Linked DNA regions of Mus musculus: all the other regions are linked to region 2. The links are chromatin contacts, called in public Hi-C and promoter capture Hi-C maps. All regions are on one chromosome and are shown on one strand. Each heading gives the region's core, a stretch centred on a gene start, on an enhancer-like site or on the middle of the called end of the contact. The rest is flanking DNA. Distances are from core to core; before and after follow the strand shown. Region 1 holds the start of Itprip (inositol 1,4,5-triphosphate receptor interacting protein). Region 2 holds the start of Got1 (glutamic-oxaloacetic transaminase 1, soluble). Region 3 holds the start of Sh3pxd2a (SH3 and PX domains 2A).

The links. Promoter capture Hi-C pulls out the DNA fragments that hold promoters and counts their contacts. Hi-C and Micro-C count contacts between places; a contact is called where the count stands out from the background.
Region 1: a contact with region 2 is called in a promoter capture Hi-C map of pre-B cells. The contact joins the promoter of Itprip here to the promoter of Got1 in region 2. A contact is called at or near these places in 1 of 39 promoter capture datasets (pre-B cells) and 1 of 484 Hi-C or Micro-C datasets (CD4 T cells).
Region 3: a Hi-C map of B cells shows a contact between it and region 2, with 5 read pairs. The contact joins the promoter of Sh3pxd2a here to the promoter of Got1 in region 2. A contact is called at or near these places in 1 of 39 promoter capture datasets (liver) and 1 of 484 Hi-C or Micro-C datasets (B cells).

What each region holds. Positions count from the first base shown.
Region 1 is chr19:47,917,982-47,920,681 of GRCm38.p6, forward strand. Itprip (inositol 1,4,5-triphosphate receptor interacting protein) reads right to left here and starts at 1,342. Exons shown (of 2, transcript NM_001362458.1): 1 at 1,143-1,342.
Region 2 is chr19:43,523,264-43,525,963 of GRCm38.p6, forward strand. It overlaps Got1 (glutamic-oxaloacetic transaminase 1, soluble), which reads right to left and starts at 1,342. Exons shown (of 9, transcript NM_010324.2): 1 at 1,075-1,342. The coding sequence starts at 1,192.
Region 3 is chr19:47,462,975-47,465,674 of GRCm38.p6, forward strand. Sh3pxd2a (SH3 and PX domains 2A) reads right to left here and starts at 1,437. Exons shown (of 15, transcript NM_008018.4): 1 at 1,090-1,437. The coding sequence starts at 1,161.

The DNA of each region.
Region 1 (2,700 bases), core at 92-2,591, 4.4 Mb after region 2:
CAGAACCTTAAACTGCTGCGTCTAAGAAAGTTACCCACAGAAAGGGAGATGTGTGAGCAGAGGGCTCCCCATCTTCCTCAGGGATCCAGGCAGAAAGTGAATATAACCACCACGTGGTTACCCACAAGTGGAAAAATCTGAAGGCAGAATGCCTGGGGCAGCAGACATTCACACGGAATCAGCAAATAACGAAGGCCACTTAGGCATACCAGGCTGGCAGGCAGGCAGGAGGCGAATGACAGCGGCCTCTGTCACCCTTCTCACCGCTGACCTGGACGAGTGGCCACACAAAGCTGTGTTGGGTTCAGCTGGTAGCCTCTCCCAAAACAGAGCTAGTTTGTAAAAGAGAAGAAATCCGAAAGGCAACAGAAAACCACCCGACATTGGCTTACATGGTACCAGTATCTGGCCTCTTCTGTTTTGGCAAGAATGACCAGTCTCATACTAGGTAGAGGGGCAAAAGGCTAAATGTAGTTCTTCCCTGGTTCTGTCACTATTTTCCCATTTTGTACGGGGAATCGGGGTTAGGAACTTCTGAGTCTCTTCACCTGTCAGCCAGAATGAGGGAGGCTCAGAGTGGGCCTTGAGAATGGGGCATAGACTACACAGCCCAAGAGAAAAACGTGCAGGGTCTACTTCACTAGGAGTCTTGAAAGAGGAAGTGGCAGGGGCTTCATCCGGCCTGAAGCAACCTCCTTGCGTCAAGACAAGCTATGAAGAAACTAACGTCATTCCCGTTCCTTTCTCCCAGGACTGAGACTCGGCTACCCAACACGGTTTAAGAGATGGAAGGTCCCGGCTCTAGGCACAAACCCGTGGCACGGCTAGGGGCTCCGAAGCAGAAGCCGCCTGCCTCTCAGATTGCTGAAGGCACTGGGGGCTCCGTGGCGCAGACGAGGGCAGAGAGACCCCAGTGCATCACACCCGGAGAGTGATGAGGGAGATAATGCCCACTTCCTGGGCGTGCATTAAAAGAGTTCCCGGGGTCGGTCCCGGCCAGGGTTCCCGCAGACGTCCCTCAGAGCTCCTGGTCACGATCTCCCACGCACATCTACGGGGATCCTCCGTCCCCTGAGCGCCCTTCATCCCACACACTCAGCTTGTGGGGGCAGCAAAGCCTCATAGTCGAACCCCGCACTTACGTTCGGCCGCGGCCGCCGCAGGGATACCGAGTGGGCCTCGCTCCAAGCGCGGGTCGTGGTCCCGGGTCTGCAGGCTGCCGGGGATCCAGGGATGCGGGCGACTAGACCAAGGCGGCTCCCGCCTCCTGGACTCCTCCCGCCCAGCTTTACTGGGCAACAGAGTTACTCATTTCCGCGTTGTCACGGAAACTTTTTGCTCCTTATAAGAACAAAACACCCGCCTTTACTGGCGCCGGGCGGAGGTCCTTAAGGACGACCGTGACGGTTGCCGGTAAGGGACTCTGGACCCGCCTCGGAGACCATCCTCTGGGTCTCTCGGATGCTCCAGAGAGGGCAGCGAAATTAGAGAGCCACCTGACGAGAAGGATCTGGCTGCCGGAGAGGAATAAAGAGGGAGACAAGGGACCCGGGAAGGACGTCCTTAAAATCAGGTCTAGGCTGCAGGATGTAAAGGGTTAAGGTGCTGTTAGTCAGCTCGCATTTCTGTGGCGCGTTTTACAACCGGTGGAATTCCTGGGGCCACCTATTTTGTCCCTCGAGGAAAATATAAAACGAGACACAAGGCGAACCACTGTCCCTCTTGCATTGTGACTGGATTAAAACAGTTTGCTAAATTTTTTGGTTAATGTACGCATTGTCTCTTGGCGGGAGAAAGGCACAAAGGAGGAAGATGACCGGAGGCTGTTAGGGGGCGCTCTGTTTTCCAGTTGTCAATGTAGTATTGCTTTTAGAGCAGGAAGCGCTGGAACAGAGCACAGTAGAACTCATACTTTAAACAAAACTTTAATAGTATATCAACAATCTTCCCTTTGTGAAGTAGCACATTCCTACAACTGGTGGGAGGGGCTGGAAAGGGCTGGAATAAATTTTCAGTTCGTTTCGGGAGCTCCTAGGAGAAGCTGAGGAAATAACACTGTCTAGAGATGATCACTTTACTACTGGCATTGGTCTCGGGAGCACCTCGGGAGCATCTTGGGAGCACCTCGCTTTCCTCCTCCATCCAGCCCAAATGACACTCTCCTGAACGCTTTAGGCTGAGTTTGCGGGATAAACAGACAATGAGAGAATGTCCTAAAAATAGACCCTGGCCCTTGGCCCAGGGTACTTCTAAGTCTTTGGCTGCCTGCTGCTCACACCCCTTTCCTGATTGGGGGTGGTGGGGGATTCTTATCGCAGAGTTTGGGGGCCAGGGAAGGGTAAGGAACCTTGGGGAACATTCTCAAAAGAGCTGTGTATTTCTAAAATGTCTCCATGTTCAATGGACAGGACACCCAGAACAGGTGGGGGAAGTGTGTGTGTGTTGCTTGTGTTATGTGTGGAATGTCAAGGTTAGTGCTTTCAATGCACTCTGGGGTTGTCGTCCGCCAGCAAAATCTACTTCAGCGTTTTCTAACAAGCTGCATACTCTTATTAATATAAGGATCATTTGTTACATTCCTTTGTCGTTTGAACCTGATTATCTTACCCCAGAGCTTTTAATGTTCTCTTGTCCACTCTCGGGACTAGTTTGGTCTATAATCCTAACCTGCCATATAAGCCCTTCATGACTGGCCTCTTT
Region 2 (2,700 bases), core at 92-2,591:
GAGAGCGAGAGAGAGAGAGAGAGACAGAGACAGAGAGACAGAGACACTAGGGCTATATTTGCACATCCTCTCTAAGAACCTAGATGAAAGAGAGCGAGCGAGCGAGCGAGCGAGAGAGAGAGAGACAGAGACAGAGAGACAGAGACACTAGGGCTATATTTGCACATCCTCTCTAAGAACCTAGATGAAAGAGAGCCAGCGAGCGAGAGAGAGACAGAGACAGAGAGACAGAGACACTAGGGCTATATTTGCACATCCTCTCTAAGAACCTAGATTCTGAATCCCCTTAACGTCACCCTCTGCTTCAAAACAACTCCATTTCTTCTTTCTAACCTTCTAGCGCTTTCAGTTCCGGTTGGTTCCCTGCTGAGAGCATCAGTCTGCTCACTCTTCTCTCCTCGGCTGGCCTCTGCACGTGGCCAAATGCACACCAAGCTCTGTAGAGCTTCAAACATCCAAACAGTGATGACGAAGTCGCCGGAGGCTCGAGTTAAAGGGCTTTAGAAACTACAACACAAACGACCTTGGCAGAAGGCTAACTTGGTTCAAGGCAAATGATCAAGAAATGAAGACCCAGATGTGTGTGGCCTGAGATGCATGGGCTTCGCCTCATCTGCTCCACTCTGAGAATAAACCAAACCTACATCTTCCCCATGTGGGTTAACAGGCTTCCTAAGTGGCGTCTGCTACTCGCTCAACCCGGACTACAGCTCCATTAGGCTAACAGCTCTTTCATTCCCAGTTCCAGTTGACCACGAGACGCTAAAGCTACCATACTTCTCTCTCCTTACCATCCCCATCGTTGCTTTAGAACAAGTACTATAAAGAACACTGGGTGGAGAAACAAAAACAACATTTGTGTCCCAGATGTTACACCTGTTCTGCGTGACCTTGAACACCCCCTCTTTCCAAGGACTCTGTATCGCCATCTGCAAAATGGGTAGGTTGGTGATGTCCTCGTGGTCCCAACCTTCTCTCCTCGGGCTCCTCTCAGGGAGACACAAACTAAATCTCAGCTCCTCCTACGCCCACCTCCCCCCAGGCTGCTCGCATTCCAAGGCACTGCATCCTTACCTCCCACGCCGAGGTTAACCTTGCGGGGATCTGGATCATCCCGGAAGTCCGCAGTGAGCTTAAAGACCAGAACCGGAGGAGCTTGCGGAACCTGGGCAAAGACTGATGGAGGCGCCATCGCGACAGAATGTGCCGAGACCTCGAGAACGAGCCGGGAGCAGCTCTGTGCGGTGCGGGGTCCGGTGACTGGAGGAGACTCTCACCTTCGCCGGCGGGCGGGGCAGCCCGCGGCTTCCAATGGTCGAGCCGCGTCCGGAGCTTGGCAACGCGCTTAACCAATCACAACCTTCCGACTAAGAAGGGTTAGGCGGGGCAAGCCTCTACTAGCCAATTCGAGAAGAGGATCTTATCGGAGGCTTGTATGATGCAACCAATGCAATGTACACCGGAGGAGGTGTGGGCAGAGGCTAGGATGATTGGCGTAGCGTGTTCCAATCGCTGAGGCTTTTATTCCTTGGGGTGATGAGGATGGTGCGGGTGGCGGGAGTCCCCAGAGGACAACCTCCTGACCTTCTGGGGCCTGGAGACCTGGGGCGGTGGCCCGCCCGTGGGGAAAGCAGAGAACAGGTCTTTCTGTACCCGCTGAGCAGGTGACTGTCGCCGCCAGGCTCCGGCGGTGCGCACGTTCCTGCGTTGGCCAGGCCCGGCTGACAGCCAAGTGTCTGGCACAGGACTCTAGTGGTCCGCTTGGACACACTGTACCCAATCGTGGGTGACCTTGACTGTCTCCACTCAGTGCTTCCCCAGAAAGAAACCTGGATGTGTTGTCTTCCTTGATCGCTGGCAGGGGAGACCCTGCAGAAAGTAAGGGATGAGCACATACTAGCTTGAGAATTTTAACACCAACCCCCAGCCCCGGTAGATAACCGGGGCCGGGAAAGCCTAGCCCTAAAGGACCTTGAAGGATCTAGCGAAGCCTCTCTCTGCAGCATTCCTCCCACGCGTGCTGTCATCATCGATTGGCACACACCCAAACTGCTGCTTCTTTCTGTCAGGTCAGGCTGCTCCTTCCCCTGAGAGTCTATTTCTGTCCAGATCCTTTCTCCACCTGTTGACCTTGAAGATTTCACATCTGTCAGCCATCCATAAAACCTCTTAACACGCTGTTTGGTTAGACATCTCTCTTTCCTGTACTTGGGCGTTTTGTTGTCGACGTTACAAGTTTAGAAAGCCTCCTGATGAGTAGGAACCTAACTCTGGAGCCAGGCAAGTTAGGTTTAGATGCCGGCTGACTCTGACCTACTTGGGCAGGCCTGTTCCTGCTCTGTAAGATGGAGATAATAGTGTTTTCCTCCAGGTTGTTGTGGGGATTAGGTGAGTTAAGACACATAAAGTGTTTAGTTGCATACAGTAAGTGCTCTCTAAATACTAGCTTTGTTATGGCGCAGGGTCCACACCCCCTCCTAGATGGCATGATGCTTTGCCTGGGATCTGGCAAACCTCCCTCCGTTTCTTCCACTACATATTCACCCAATGCTGGAAGGCGCCAATTCCTTGGTATTTTGCGAGAAAACAGCATCATGGCTTCCTTTGGGTAACATGATAAATCTTCACGAGTTTTCGGTTCAGAGGATAAACAAAAGCCATCGAACTTTGAGCACTACTTGCTAAGCTTTTCTGTCTTTT
Region 3 (2,700 bases), core at 187-2,686, 3.9 Mb after region 2:
CAGAAAGAGTAGCCTCCGGCTGGTATTACACCACCAGCCCCAGCCTCCTTCCAACAGTGAAATAGAAGGCACTTTGGAGACTAATGTGCAATCTAGGGCAGCCACCAACAGCCCGTTTTAATTGTTAAAATTAATGCTTTGAGCATTCTAAATACGCCTTTAAATGCCTAATTTGCAAATAAGAGGCTGCCCTTACTGTCTCCATGTTTTCTGTGTTTTGGGTTCTTTACTGTGAGTCTCTTCTATCTCCAGGAGCAGAGCTCGGCAAGTCATCCTAAAGCAACAAGGACACAATGTTTACTTCCAAAGGTGTAAAGGACTGGGAGACAGGACCGGCTGAGATGAAAGAGTACTGTCACACACTCTGAAGCCCAGCTGGTCAACCTTAGCCTCTTCTCATTAAGTTTGGGTAAAGAAGGGGGAGGGGCGGCGGGCCAGTCAACCGTGCCTCGGAGACCACAGACCACATTTGCCTACTCGTGTCTGGAGTCAGAGCATCACTTACACGAGGAAATGACCCCAGCGAAGGGTCACGTCCAGAGGAGGGATAAAAGGAAAAGCCACAATTCTCCTCACACCGCGGAACACAATGGTTTTAAGAAGGAAATCAAAGCTTGAAACGAAGAGTGGAGGGGGCAGGGGGCAAAGCGCTTCCTCTGTCCCCAGCCGGTGCAGGCAGAACAGCAAACGTGGAAAGCAGAAAGAGAAGTGTGGGTCTCCGGTCAAAGCAACGGAAAGCATTCCGGGCCGAATGAGCGTGAGTGCCCGGCTCCCCTAGGGAGCGCGGCAAAGATGCTCCTTCCCAAAGGAACTAAATGCTCTGCAAGGGGCTGACGAAAGCTTCCCCCACCAACCATCCTAGCAGCGGGCGGACACATGACTTCACCGTTGTAACAGACAAGGGCAGCCACTTGCCAATTGCAATGCCAAAAAAAGAAACCCGGGACAGGGGAGTGGAAGAAGGGCAGAAAAGGCTTCCCTAGAGATCACAGCCCTGCGAACAAACTCTGGAGTCAAAGGCTGCCCCTGGGGGCGTGAATCTCCGGGACTGGCCAGCCCCCCGCCGGGGTCGGTGGAAGCAGTACTCACATAGTGTTTAGAGGGGCTCCTCCGCTTCTCCACGTCCACCACGGTGGCATCTTGCACGCAGTAGGCGAGCATCGTCCCCACAAAGCGAGTGGCGCCCCCCGGCGGCGTCACCTTCTCATCCCGGCCGGGTTCCGGCTCCTTCTCCGGTTGCCCCGGTTCCTGCAGTTACACGCCACCCCTGCCCCACGCGCTACTCGCCGCCGAGGCTCCGGGCGCCTACAGCTGAGGCTCCGGGGCAGGCGACTGTCCCGGAGGGCACGAGGGCTCCGTGCGTCCCAGGCTGCTCCCGTGGGCCTGCCGCGCGCCCCTTCCCTCCCGCGCCGCCGCGCTCCGCTCGCCTGCCCGCTCTCTCTGCCGCTCGGTGGGGCCGGCGGGAACTGGCGGCGCAGAGGAGGGCTGGGGGTGTGTCCCGCCAGCGAGGGCACGGGGCGGGGGCCGGGCCTGCTGTCAGCGCGCCGGGGAGGGGCCGGCGGCGCCCCTGGGCCGCGCTCGGGCTCCTGGGGGCTCGGCGCTGGCCGGCGCTGTGGGCGCAGGAGGCGGAGGCAGGGCGAGCAGGGAAGGGAGGGGAGGGGAAGGGAGGGGAGCGCGGCGAGGGGAAGCGCGGGGAGGGGCTCCGGGCCGGGGGAGGGGCTCGGACGGACGGCGAGGGGCTCAGCCCTGCGAGGCCTGGAAGGGCTACTCTACCCAGTCCCCAAACTCAGGGTAGCTTTGGAGAAAGGAGGCTCAGCGAAAGTGAGCCCAGCGCGCCCCCATCCTGGCTTTCGGTCTCCCAGAGGATCTGTGACCACCTTTCTGTCCCTTGTACCACTGCCATCTCCCCAGATCTCTTTAAGGAAAAGTAGTTTATTACAGCCTGTTACTGCCTACAGCTCCCTCCAAGAGAAGACCCGGACGGGAGAAGAGAGCAGCATTAAATCTTTCAAGCCAGCCTTCTTTTGATGAACCACCTGCCCCCCTGCAGGTCACCACGGGTGAATTCTCCCCGGAAATGGGATCTATTGATCTGCTGCTGCCTCCATCATCGATCAGTGCCTGTGTAACTAACCTGCGACAACATTTCCCAATGACAAGGTTACAGACACCACTTTAGCCTTAAGTCCGGGCTCCCCCGGGACTCTCCCAGGGCTGGCAACCGGCGGAGGAGCACACAATGGTGGGAAAAATCCACTGGGTTGGGAACCAGATCGTCTTTAGCTCCAGGCTCAGGCTTCCTCGCCATCACTCCTTCTAGTCTGGAAAGCTGACTTTCCAAGTCGCTTGCCCATCTCTGGTCTTGGAGCTCAACTTTACTTTAATTCAACTTAACACACACACACCGATTTCATCTTTTTTTTCCTGTTCTACTTTCAAATATTTAACGGAGTAGGTGTTTTCAAAACGAATCCAATTGTTTCACAATACAGTAATGTTTTGTGTTTTGTGCTTGCGTCTAGTGGAAAGCATCCGAAATGTGGGCAAAGGATTTAGTGACTTTTTTCCCCCTTGTCAGAAGCCCTGGGCCACTCTGAGACTTCTGCATTTTCTTCAGGAAGAGCACTGGCGGAGGGGGCTGGAGAAAAGACAGCTCTGAGTCCAGTTCCCCAATGATTCACAACCACCCATAACTCACGG